Linked DNA regions of Mus musculus: regions 1 and 2 are each linked to region 3. Evidence: chromatin contacts called from public HiChIP or PLAC-seq and promoter capture Hi-C data. All regions are on one chromosome and are shown on one strand. The core of a region is the stretch at or near the end of the contact, and the rest is flanking DNA. Distances in the headings are between cores, read along the strand shown. Region 1 overlaps Nsd3 (nuclear receptor binding SET domain protein 3). Region 2 holds the start of Nsd3 (nuclear receptor binding SET domain protein 3). Region 3 overlaps Gm39145 (a long non-coding RNA gene).

Region 1 (4,126 bases), core at 824-3,323, 390 kb after region 3:
AGAAGTACTTGCTTTTTGGGGCAGAGAAGGGGATGCAGGGGGTGTGGTTCAGGCCACCCTTTGTATCCTTGGCTGTCCTGAAACTCACTATATCCTGAAACTACCAAGCTGGCCTCAAACTCACAGAAATCTGCCTGCCTCTGCCTCCTAAGTGCTGGAACTAAAGGCATTTGCCATCATGCGTTGCCTTCAATACATACGCTCAAGGCTGAGCCATCTTTCCATCTGGGTGGAGACATAGAGGATTTTAATTAATTTTATAAGACTTAAATTTAAACACTTAGTCATCAACATTTAGTTTATACTATGCCATCTCATAGTCGGCCTCTTTAAAAATTTTTATTATCACTTTTTGTTGTTTTTCCGAGATGGGGTCTCACTGTGTAGCCCTGCCTGGCCTGGAGCTCACTCTGTAGACCAGGCTGGCCTTGAACTCCTGCAGATCTGCCTTTCTCTGTCTCCTGAGTCTTGCATTAAAGGCGTGTGCCATTCTGCTCAGCACTATTATTGTATTTATTCTGTCTATACATGTATAGCTCACCTGCTACAGTGTGTGTGGAGGTCAGAGGACAACTTAGAGGAGTTGTTTCTCCCCTTCTGTCTTGTGGGTCCCAGGGATGGTTAGTGAGGCGTAGAGGCCAGCACCAGTGCCGAGTGCCTCCCTGGCCCCTGTCTAAACAGTTCTTCTTTACTTTGCTCATCCTTTTATTTAGCTTCTTTCACTTTCATTCAGCGCTTTCTTACCCTCCTGCCAGTGCAGACTCTTCTGCTCAGCCTCTGTGGACAGGCACCCAGGGTTTGCTTACCACCACCTTGTACCGCACACGCACGCACGCACGCACGCACTCGAACACAACACCCCACCCCCACACTGGATGTCCTTTGTTTTGTTGCTCCCTTGGATTTTCTCCTTTCTCGTCACTCTATCCTTGTTGGCATATTGGCATCAACTGGCCACATGTCTCCACAGTACCTGACTACTTAGCTACACATAGAGGAAAGCGGTGACTCTGCAGGAGCGTGTTTAATGTTAGTGTTTATTGGCCCCTAAAAACAAGTCATGTCTGTAGTCTTCCCTCTCTTTCACTAATACTATTCAACAAATGTGATGTGGAACAACTCCTCTTTGGGGTGTTGTTCAGCAGAGTAGTCATCAAAAGAAATGTAAATAAAAGAACAGACCTTCATGCCACTTAATAGAGTAATACTAGTTTATTCATGGCATAGGATCAGCACATTCTATTTATTTGCCTAGAGAATCTAAAAATATTTATGTGTATTTGAAAAAAATTGCAGAGTGCTTGGAAGATACATGTTGATTTTAATGTGCCTATTGGATTAAACATTTCACACAGAGACTCTTATCTTTTTCATAAAGATTCGGAAACCCCGACCTCAGAGAGAACGTGCCCAATGGGACATTGGCATTGCTCATGCAGAGAAAGCATTGAAAATGACTCGGGAGGAAAGAGTAGAGCAGTACACTTTCATCTACATTGATAAGCAGCCAGAAGAGGCTTCGTCCCAAGCAAAGAAGAATGTTACCTCTAAGACGGAAGTCAAGAAACCCCGAAGACCAAGATCTGTGCTGAACAGTCAGCCAGAACAGACCAATGCTGGGGAGGTGGCCTCCTCACAATCAAGTACTGACCTTCGAAGGCAGAGCCAGAGGCGGCATACTAGCTTGGAAGAGGAAGAGCCACCTCCTGTTAAAATCGCCTGGAAAACAGCAGCCGCAAGGAAGTCCTTACCAGCCTCCATCACAATGCACAAAGGGAGCCTAGATTTGCAGAAGTGTAATATGTCTCCAGTTGTGAAAATTGAACAAGTGTTTGCTCTCCAGAATGCAACAGGAGATGGGAAGTTTATTGATCAGTTTGTTTATTCAACGAAGGTACCTCTTGTTCTCTAGGGGTTTGGGGAATGCTACTAAAAACCACTTAAGAATGTGATTTAAATCCCCCTTGGATCCACTGCGTTCGAAGCGTACATTCTCGTTTACTCTGGGCGAAAAGCTCTGTTCTTCCCGTTTCCTTCTTGTGACATCCCCATCTGTGGTAGATTAATCTTGAGCAATGCAGCCAACATCGGGCTTAGCTCCTGAAAGTCATGGAAGAAACTGGGCAGTTTGCCTGTTTCTAATTTGTAGAGTTAGTTTTTCTTTGTTGTAAAGTATGATTTTTATTAAAATTTTTCTTTTATCTGAATTAACCATTGCTATTAAAACAACCTACTGGAATAATTGTGCCTGCTGATTTGTTTGGTTGCACCAGCAGTAGGTTTTTGTTTTGTTTTAATTGTATCTACACAGTTCATTTATCTCAATGTACTTAAGCATTATTTCAGTGTGTAGTCAGTACAGAGGGATTGGTGAGCTTTTCCTCCTTTCTTTCTGTCGTCTAACTCTTTTGAATTCAGTGTATATCCTCCTCCAGCAACCTCTCTAGGGCAGTATATAGCCCAAGCTAGCCTGCATAGTTGAGTTTGACGCCAAGCTTCTGATTCTCTTGCCTGTACCTCCCAAGTGCTGGGATTATAGATTACAGCTGTGCAGCATACACCTGGTGCTCAGGATGCAGCCCAGCACTCCATAGGCAAGCTCTGTACCAACTAAGCTCATGTTTTACGTCTTACTGGAGACCAGCCACGTTTCAGGTCAGCCCCATGTGCTACTGTGCTGGAGTGTGCAGGCTTAGTGAGGATTTCTTGCATATCTGTAAATCTGCGCATGGTGAGTTCTGTTAAAAGGTGTGCTCATCTCTGGGCTTGGTAGTGCATGCCTGTCATCCGAGCACTCAGAAGGCAGAGCCACAAAGAGTTAGGCTAGCCTGAGCTACATAGCAAGACCTTACCTCAGAAAATTTAAAAATCCAGCTAGTCCTGCCTCCTGGCCAGCACTCCTCCTAACAGCTGTACTTAGGCCTTGCTCAGGCCTTCTCTCCGTCCAGCTTGAAGCTGTGAGAAAAGGCCACACATTTAGCTTGGCATTGCTGTGGCAGCAGTTTTGTTAGATTCCTGTTAGCTTGGGATAGCTTGTTGAGTTTTAGAGAAGAAATTCCATTACTGTGTTGGAAAGGGTAATCAGTGGTATAAGTCAGCCACTAAAGCTCCCTCAGTCCACCCTGGGTTTCCATCGCAGGCAGTTAGGTTTTGGCTTGCAGGTGTCAGAATTCTGGATGACACTGGACTATGTACACGCCTTCCAGCCCACTTCATAACTCAGGGTTTGTGATTTTGATTTAATTGTATCACATGTATGTATATATTAAGGAATTATGTTCTTTCTTCACCATTAGCATAGACATATATAGACATTAAAATATTGGTTAAATATAGTGATGCTTCATGTTTAGAATTGGTTTTAGAAATATCAAGAGTCCTGCATCCATTCTTTCTGCCTGTGGGTTTAACTGATCTCCACAGCGCTAGGTTTTCCAGAACAGCTTAAATTTGTTTCCAGCTGATGTCTCTCCATGTTGTCCTTTTGCTTTCTCCCTTCCCTTCTTCCTCTCACTCCCCACTCCCCTCTTTCTCATTTCCTTTCCTTGCCAGATCCCTTAAGGCTGTTGTGAGTTCCACAATACTGGTGTCAGGACCAAACTTAGTCCCCTAGACATCAGCAGGTGCTCTTAGCCACTGAGCCATCTCTAGCCCCAATGTGATTCTTTTGATAGCAGCATTTGCATATTGTTTGAATGCAAATTGCCTTTATTCTTAGAGCTGGTTTTATTTACTTCTGTATGAAAAATATCCTCAACACCCTAAGGCTATTAAAGACAATTCAAGATAAAACTTTTATCTTTCGGGGCCAGAGAGATGGCTCAGCCCTTAAGAACACTTGCTGTTCTTGTATAGATCTGGGTCTGGTTCCCAGCACCTAAATGGTGACTTACAACCTTCTATAACTCCTGCTCCAGAGGATCCCAGGCTACATCCTAGCTGCTGCAGGTACACATAAGTGCAGGCAAACACTCATAAAGTGAAAATCAATAAATCCTAAAGGACAAATTGATCTTTTGAAAAATAAATAACATTTAAAATTACTCTTATTACATTAAAAAATACCTAAATTAAGATCTAAATTAACTGCACTTATTATCTGTCTGTTCATGTTACCTACTTGATC
Region 2 (3,984 bases), core at 536-3,035, 370 kb after region 3:
TTTCATAGCTCTGGTTGGCCTGGAACTCACTGTGTAGATCAGGCTGGCCTTGAACTCACAGAGATTAAAGATGTGTGCTACCACAACTGGTAACATTTGCCTTCTGATTAATTTGTTGGCAATTTTAAAATGCCTCAGGTTATTTGTTTGCTTACAGTAGAGCAGACAGCAGCTGTATGAGTGGGTGGATAAGATTCAAAAAGTACATTGTTAGGTTTTGTTTCCCTCCCTGATCTGCAGTTTTGAGTTTGGTAAGTACTAGATACTACTTAAACAAAGAAGGTAGACACTGTTAACCATAGAATTGTCTGTATGCCTCAAAAGCCTTCACAATATTCCAAACATCTAAAATCAGCTTCTCAGAGTTAGTACAGTAATAAAACCTGTTTGTTTTATAGATGAAAATGTAAAAATAGTATCTGAACTATTCATTAATGTTTTATCTTGGATGTGAACTTGCCCAAGTTCTGACAAGACAAGGTGGTCTTATTGCAGATGTGTGTCTACATTAAACATTGTTACCTAGTGTGGGCATGTTCATAGACTTGTAGTACATCGCATAATTGTATAATAAATACAGTGATGAACTACAGTGATCTAGCAAAGAACTTGCATCAAAATTAGCTGGGATGTGGTCTTAAAATACTCATGCTTTAACCCCCTACACACAGACTTTATTAAACTGGAATCTTCAAGAGTAAAATACCAGGATATGCATTTAAAAATGATTCTGCTATATATGCCACTTTAAAAACAACTAGATAATGGCCAAGAGTATAGATAACTAGACAGCTTTACACACTAGTAATATGATTATATAAATTGATAGAGTATGGCCAATAGAACAATTGTGCAGCTAGATAAAAAGTTTTAAAATCTTTCCTCTATGAATACACATATGCACAGATTTATAGTTTGATTTTTTTTCTCTTTGAGACAGAGTCTCCTTACTTATTGCTCAGTTTGCCTCCAGCTCAAGGTTTGTCTGTCTCCACCACCTCAGTCATGCACTGGCAGGCGTCTGATAGTGTACCCTGGTGAAGGGAACAGTCTTCAAGAGTGGCTATGTAGTAGTGCATGCCGGTAATCCCAGCACTCAGGGGCAGAGGTAGGAGAGTGATGACTGTGAGGACAGTGTAGGTCACATGGTGGTACCCTGACTCAAAAGGTTTTTTCTGGAGACATGTTTGTATACTAAAAACTTGTAAGCAGCTAATTGATTTATAGTACACACATGGTTGAATCTATTAAATTGATACTACAGTTTACTATATAACCGTTTAAAGAATATAGTATAATGCCACAGAGGTAGTGTATACCTTTAATCCCAGCACTAAGGAGGTAGAGGCAGACAGATCTCTGTGAGTTCGAGGCCAGCCTGATCCTTAGGGTGAGTTCCAGGACAGCCACAGCTACACAGAGAAACCCTCTCTAAAATAAAAAAAAAAAAAAAAAAAAAAAAAAGGAAGAAGGAGGAGGAGTAAAGTATACATGTGTGAAGATTACTTATGCATCCTAAAGTTGCTATGGAAGTAAGCAGGACTTTTTTCTGGATGTGGTGGTGTGTTTCTATAATCTCAGGACCTGGGAGGATGAGTCAGGAGACTCCCCAGTTTAAGGACAGCCTGGGCTCCATAGCTGATGCTATCTGCTTTATGTCAGAATGATGTAGGTTTAATGTCTGCATATCTGAATGTGAAAATTAGGTATAAAGAGCTTGTATAATCCTTGGTTGGCTTCTTGCCTATTAGAATTTTAATACTTTTTAATTCTCTTCAATTTTAGGCTCGATGAGAGAAAGGGAAAGTTAAGGATGCTGGAGCAGAACAATGGATTTCTCTTTCTCTTTCATGCAAGGGATCATGGGAAACACAATTCAGCAACCACCTCAACTCATTGACTCGGCCAACATCCGCCAGGAGGATGCCTTTGATAACCACAGTGACATTGTTGAAGATGGTGGCCCGACACCCTTTGAAGCTACTTTGCAACAAGGTTTTCAATATCCACCTACAACAGAAGACCTTCCTCCGCTCACAAATGGCTACCCACCATCAATCAGCTTGTATGAAACTCAAACCAAATACCCGCCATATAATCAGTATCCCAATGGGTCAGCCAACGGTTTTGGTGCAGTTAGAAACTTTAGCCCTACTGACTATTACCATTCAGAAATTCCAAACACAAGACCACATGAAATTCTGGAAAAACCTTCTCCTCCTCAGCCACCTCCTCTTCCTCCTCCTCCTCCTCCTCCTCCTCCTCCTCCTTCGGTACCACAAACTGTGATTCCAAAGAAGACAGGCTCACCCGAGATTAAACTAAAAATAACCAAAACTATCCAGAATGGCAGGGAATTGTTTGAGTCTTCCCTTTGTGGAGACCTCTTAAATGAAGTACAGGCAAGCGAGCACACAAAGTCTAAGCATGAAAGCAGAAAGGAAAAGAGGAAAAAGAGCAACAGACACGAGTCATCTCGATCCGAAGAGCGGAGGTCACACAAGATTCCCAAGCTAGAGCCGGAGGGACAGAATGTAAGTCCAAATGTTCTGTGTAGCTTTGTCGTCTCTGTGTTTACTGGAAGTTGGGAATCTTTTTTATGTTTTTCTTTTCAAATATGAATATTTCTAGTGAGTTCTTGCCATTGGCAAGGTGCCTGGAAATATAATGAATAAATCCTTGATGAGAAGATAATAGGCATTATTAGTGAGGAAATATCTTTAACGTTTTTGACACCGAGAGTCTTGCTTCCTTTTCTCTCCTCTCACCTCCTTCTGGGGCTTCCAAGACAGGCTTTCTCTGTTTAACCTCGCAGTCTCAGAGCTCACTCTGCACACCAGGCTGACATCCTGAGATCCATCTATCCCTGCCCCTTGAGAGGCTTCATTATTTTCACTTGTTTATATCAAACTCTTGGTTTTGGAAGATGGAGACGAAAGCCGAAGGAAAAGGGGATTTTATATCAGGCCAGGTTTGCTGCTGGAGCCTAGATATAAGATGGTTCCCACACGTTTGCTCCTCCCGGGGCTGGGGCTTGCATCTTCAGTTCTCACACTCAGAAGCAGAGGCAGATGCAGGCAGGTGGAGGGAGCCCAGCAAATTCCAGGCCAGCCAGGGCTACACAGTGAGACCCTGTCTCAAAAATAAAATACAATTAAGACACATTACTTAAACATATTGATTAGCTCTTCAAATGGAGTTTTTATCAAAGCCCATGTATACTGGTGGATTATTTTTTTTTTTTTGGTTATTAATTTCTTTAGTTTTTTTTAAGCATATTTTTTTAAAAGATTTATTTATTTAATATATGTGAGTACACTGTCACTCTCTTCAGACACCCCAGAAGAGGGTGTCAGATCTCATTACAGATGGTTGTGAGCCACCATGTGGTTGGTTGCTGGGAACTGAACTCAGGACCTCTGGGAGCACAGTCAATGAATGCTCTTAACCACTGAGCCATCTCTCCAGACCCCTCTTTAGTTTTTTTAATCCAAAGGCATGAGCCAGCATGCCCAGCTCTGGTAAATTATTTTACTATCTGAGATTTGATTGTGAATTTCATGGCAATAAGATAATAATACTAAGTATGTAGTAGAGCAGTTCTACTTATATTTCTTTTTTCTTTTCTTTTTATTTTTTTCCTTTTCTTTTTTTGTTTTTTTTGAGACAGGGTTTCTCTGTGTAGCCCTGGCTGTCCTGGAACTCACTCTGTAGACCAGGCTGGCCTCGAACTCAGAAATCTGCCTGCCTCTGCCTCCCAAGTGCTGGGATTTAAAAAGGCTTGCGCCACCACACCCTACTAGATCAGTTCTACCTTGAGTGAAAAGTTTATGATATAAACTATAGATGTTTCCTAGATATGCATTTAGGGAGAAACAAATAAATGCTTACTTTGTGATAGTTATTTACCTTTATGTTTATTTACCTTTATGTTTCATATGCCTGAATAGGTTAATTTATTGTCTTTAATTTAAAGAAAGATTA
Region 3 (4,316 bases), core at 231-2,730:
GAAGAGCAGCAGTCAGTGAGTGCTCTTAACCTCTGAGCCATCTCTCCAGCCCTATAAAACAGTTCTTTTGTGTTTTTGTTGTTTGCTTGTTTGTTTTTCCTAAGAATTGAACCTGGGCCTCATTTATGCTACATATATACTAATTTAAGCTACATCCCTTAATGTCCTCAGCTTTAGTGTTCTGTAACCATCTGGCTCTTGGGGGGCTGTTTGGTTGTTTGGTTGGTTTTGGTTTGGCTTTAGTTTTGGTTTTAGTTTTTCGAGACAGAGTTTCTCTGTGTAGTACTGGAACCTACTTTGTAGACCAGGCTAGCCTCAAGCTCAGACATCTTGCCTCTGCCTCCCCAGTGCCTGGACCAAACGTCTGCATAGACCACCATTACCCAGTTCCAGATGGCCGAGAAGATAAAGGATTGACGTGTTTCAAGTATTCGACCGGTTACAAATTGTTTCAAAACGTTCCTCATTCTGTGTACGTGGCTGCAGATACTCCTTTAACCCCTGGGCATCTGCGGAGCGTGAACAGGGAGGATGGCCAGAACTCCAGGACATCACCCTTTGTTCAGCCCACTGCATAGATGTTATCTGAGAAGGAGCCCTGGGTGCATTAATCTGTTTGTCCTCTTACCCAAGCGCGTCAGCCATGTGACCCTGTGTTTGTCTCAACTTTGGCAGACCACAACCCACAACAGTGACGCATGCGGATGAGGTGGTAGAGAAGCATCTGCCTGGAGTCTGAACAAGATGAGTAAACACCGATGCCTGTGAGCCTCCGAATCCCACGGCCCAGGGTGTGGCCTCTATGGCCTTGGCCAAAGGTAACTCAGTAAGGTCAGCCTCTCCTCTCGCCAAGGACTTCTTTGCTGCCAGACCTTCCGAGCCTACTCAGAACACCTGAGAATGATGCCCACCTCCCCACCCCCAATTGTCTGTATCCTGTGGCTTTCTGTGTGGTTTAAAACAGTCAGCCCACCCTGTATCTCATTAGGGTTTGTTTTGAAGCAGGATCTCAAACTAGAGACCCTTCTGGCTCCCAGCACGAGGTGTCAGGACCACAGGCAGGAGCTACTGTAGACGTGCCAGTGTGTATTATGCACCGCTCGCTCCTACCTTTCTTTACCCGCCACACTTTCTGCCATATTCACAGGGTGTTAGGAGCCTTTTGGCAATGATCAGACACTCGTGACCATAACATTTCAGGGCTGCAAATGACCCAGGCCTTTGTGCTTGCTCACTGCCTACTCCCTCGAGAGGTCCCGAGGACCACTGATGCAGAGGTGCCTCATTAGTCACTGGGAGCCAGTAGACCAGCTGGAACTGAAAACAGACTCTTCCAAGAAAAGCCTGGGTTTTCCCCTTAGGCGTGCTGGGGTGCAGAGGAGGCCCACAGGACCTAGCGACCGCCTTAGCATTCCAGCCCGCTGGACAGGCACGCATTTCTTCCTCAAGAGGGCGCCGGCTGCCTGCGTCTAAGCTGTTGGCAAATGGATTCAGAGGACGGGAGTGACCTCTGGCCCAAGCACAGGGTTTCAAAAGCACCGGGGACATTCCAGCCACATCAAGATTGGGATACCAGTTCCGTAGATCCCATAAGTTCCGTGTTTCTGGACAGTTGAGGACTCTTTGCTTTAGCATCTTTCAGGAAGTTGAGACCTTTTCAGCCTCTGCGCGGTCGGCGTTTTGGACTTAGATGAGGAGGGGATCCTTTTCGGAGGAGCACAGCAGCCTCGCCCTGCACCCCGACAAGGACGTGCCAGGGCTCACCCCGCCTCTCCTTCAACGCTAGGATGGGTGGAGATCCGTCGTCCAGTGATGTAAGGGAGACTCTTGTGGCCCTCAAAAACTCGGAAACCAAGCTGGAAGGCTATTTCTGAGCATACCCCAGACCCAAGACAGAATTCGTGAATGTTCTACACAGGATATCACGATTTCTGTCCTGTAAACTTTTCTTCCAGGGAATTTTTTTTTCTCTTATTTGTTTTATCATCTCCAAATGGTGATCGTTTGAGAATTATGTGGTGTTTATCCTCCTGGCTATAAACTCTAAACCAGTGCAGGGGCTCCACCCCCCACTCCACCCCCCCCAGCCTGCATAGTTCCTATTTCTCAGGAGCCATTTATCTCCCTTTTATTGTTGTTTTCTTCATTGGCTTCCCCCTCAGCCAGACAGGCTTAATAACTGGCAGTCATCACGTACAGCAGAGTGGTGGCAGCCACCCCCGCAAAGGGGACCCAGTCGTTTCCCAGAGCCAGAATGCTCTGTAGCCACGGCCTCTATTGTTTTCTTAGCAGACTCCGGTTTTGTTTCTTGGCTCTCCTTGAATGAAGAAACTCTTAAAACATCATGTGTCTGCCTTGCTTTGTGTAGGAAAGCGCCGTAAACAGGAAGTCTACACACACACACACCCCTCCCAAAATAAAAGTGACCAGGCAATTAGGGCTTCTAGCATGACTTAACCCCCACTGCCCAGGCACCTTGGGGGGAAAGCTGGACTCCATTAATCAGGCCAAAGCACAGCTACAGGGAGGCCTGCCGGCAGCCAGAGAGGAGAGTGGGTGCCAAAGATCTGCCAAGAGAGGAAGAACAATATGGCCCACAGGCCTGCGTGAAAACCATCTCAGCCAAGTTGCAAAGAACGCATGACAATCTTTTGCATTGTCCTAGAGTGGCCTGAGAGGCCTCACTGGGAGCAGAGAGCTCAGTTGCCTAGCATTCCAGCCCTGGCACTTGGCTGCTTCTGCTGTTTTCAGGGCTGATTTGTAGTATGGGTACTGAGACTCCTACTACGTCGCCACACCAGCTTCTGAGAAACTTTATATCCTCAGTCATCAGCCAGTGTTGACTCAGTGTGGTTTCTCCCGGTCCATCCTGCCTAGGATGGAGTCTTACCTAAGTCAGCATCATAGACAACTAAGGAGGCAGGAGACTGGGGGGGTGCAACACCATGATAGAGCATGGTTTAGCATGCTGTGGTCCTGGGTTCCATCCTCAGTTACAAAAATGTAAGGAGGGAGGGAGGAAATAAAGAAACAGGTGGAATGGTACAATGATTTTTGAATTCTTAGGGAGAAGATAGAGAAACAGCGTGCGCCCAAGAAAGAGGTCTAGTGGAGTCTCTCTTCACAAGGAAACTCAGATTGGGCAGGAGCTTTCAACAACAAAGGATGCAGGAGGATAGTGCAATAGTTCTCAAGTCGGAAGGACAAAAAGACATTTTTAGGACAGGTTCTAAGCACACCTGGGAATGCAACACATAGACCATTATGATTCGAAGTGGCTTCCTCTCCCAGGTCGATTCCTCTGGTCCACTTGATTCTGTTCCTGGTTAGACTGCCATAACAAGCCTATGCATAGAAACGGCTGGGTGATGTTCCCAGGGAAAGCTCTCAACCGGACACAGTGGCAGCTTTTTCCTGGACAGGTGGGAGAGGACTCTGGTGTCTGCGGGTGGGAAGCTACAAGGTATCAGCTCAGCTCTTTAGGAAGCTACAATGTATCAGCTCAGCTCTGGCCTGACCCCCTCCGCTAGAGATGCTGCAGGAGCAAGGCTTTCCAACAGGTGGCGCTCTAGCAGTCAGAGCAAAGAGTCAGATGTTGACTAGACACCTGGCCTAAGGCTTCTAGCTAAGCGAAGACTCACCTTCTAGAAGCACTGTTGCTGTCTGTACTCTGGGTTCCCATAAGAACCCAGCTTGTAGGAAGGAGCCGTTGAATGGACACAGGCATCTTTAATCCAGCCTTTGAGTTGCTTCTTCATTTCTCATAAGCCATCCCGGGGGTCTAGAAACCAAACACGAGGATTAGACAATGAGAACACTTACATAGTGGGAACAGGCACACTATGCTAAGATAAGAGAATGCCCCAGGCAAACTCTCCTGTCCCAGATAAACTAATTCTTCCCATTGGCCCCCCTCATTGGCCTGGGCGGGAAGTAACCCCATTACTGGGAATGTTTGTCATCTATCTAGGCTGCAACTGACATAGTGTAACATGTTAAAGCAGGCAAGGTGGGGTTATCCGTTCTGTGCAGCTACACTGTTGTAGCCTAATTTGAAAGATGTCTAAACAGGCAAAGCTGAAATCACAACAGGGCATGAAATCATCCCTTCCTCAAAGCTGAACCTTTGTATAAAGTTATGGCACTTGGTTTGATGGTATCTCCTAGTACTTCTGTGTTTGTTTGGTGCTGGGGATGGAACGCACAGCCTTATTTATTCTAAGCACACACTGAGCTGCACACATTGCTTCTGCCTTTCCACTTTCTATCACCCACCACACCATAAACTCTTTTGAGTAGGAGCTGTAATACACACA

The links. Promoter capture Hi-C pulls out the DNA fragments that hold promoters and counts their contacts. HiChIP or PLAC-seq counts read pairs in DNA pulled down with a chosen protein or histone mark.
Region 1: a contact with region 3 is called in an H3K4me3 HiChIP or PLAC-seq map of bone marrow-derived macrophages, with 5 times the contacts expected there. The contact joins two enhancer-like sites. A contact is called at or near these places in 6 of 15 datasets of contacts at CTCF or cohesin (CD8 T cells, embryonic stem cells, large pre-B cells and 2 more), 31 of 484 Hi-C or Micro-C datasets (the C2C12 cell line, the HL-1 cell line, the N1E-115 cell line and 20 more), 30 of 115 datasets of contacts at active chromatin or transcription factors (CD8 T cells, DN3 thymocytes, the SCID.adh cell line and 23 more) and 2 of 9 other capture datasets (adipose tissue and embryonic stem cells).
Region 2: a contact with region 3 is called in a promoter capture Hi-C map of the HPC-7 cell line. The contact joins the promoter of Nsd3 here to the enhancer-like site in region 3. A contact is called at or near these places in 10 of 39 promoter capture datasets (the C10 cell line, the HPC-7 cell line, cranial neural crest and 6 more), 6 of 15 datasets of contacts at CTCF or cohesin (CD8 T cells, embryonic stem cells, large pre-B cells and 2 more), 156 of 484 Hi-C or Micro-C datasets (the 63-12 cell line, the AML12 cell line, the AtT-20 cell line and 79 more), 39 of 115 datasets of contacts at active chromatin or transcription factors (the 230-238 cell line, CD8 T cells, the HPC-7 cell line and 28 more) and 3 of 9 other capture datasets (adipose tissue, embryonic stem cells and macrophages).

What each region holds. Positions count from the first base shown.
Region 1 is chr8:25,661,363-25,665,488 of GRCm38.p6, forward strand. It overlaps Nsd3 (nuclear receptor binding SET domain protein 3), which reads left to right. Exons shown (of 23, transcript NM_001081269.2): 5 at 1,379-1,894. Among named protein-coding and RNA genes, the nearest start is that of Nsd3, 23 kb to the left of the region's middle. Within about 2 kb of position 2,074, at least 30 of the 459 cell types and tissues checked have an H3K27ac peak or open chromatin away from gene starts, as enhancers often do. A contact at or near this core is called in adipose tissue and bone marrow-derived macrophages, where this site is marked.
Region 2 is chr8:25,638,792-25,642,775 of GRCm38.p6, forward strand. Nsd3 (nuclear receptor binding SET domain protein 3) reads left to right here and starts at 1,786. Exons shown (of 23, transcript NM_001081269.2): 1 at 1,786-2,534. The coding sequence starts at 1,830.
Region 3 is chr8:25,273,766-25,278,081 of GRCm38.p6, forward strand. Gm39145 (a long non-coding RNA gene) reads left to right here. Exons shown (of 3, transcript XR_001778746.1): 2 at 676-818. Among named protein-coding and RNA genes, the nearest start is that of Gm39145, 4.9 kb to the left of the region's middle. Within about 2 kb of position 1,481, at least 244 of the 459 cell types and tissues checked have an H3K27ac peak or open chromatin away from gene starts, as enhancers often do. A contact at or near this core is called in the 230-238 cell line, the 63-12 cell line, the AtT-20 cell line and 55 more, where this site is marked.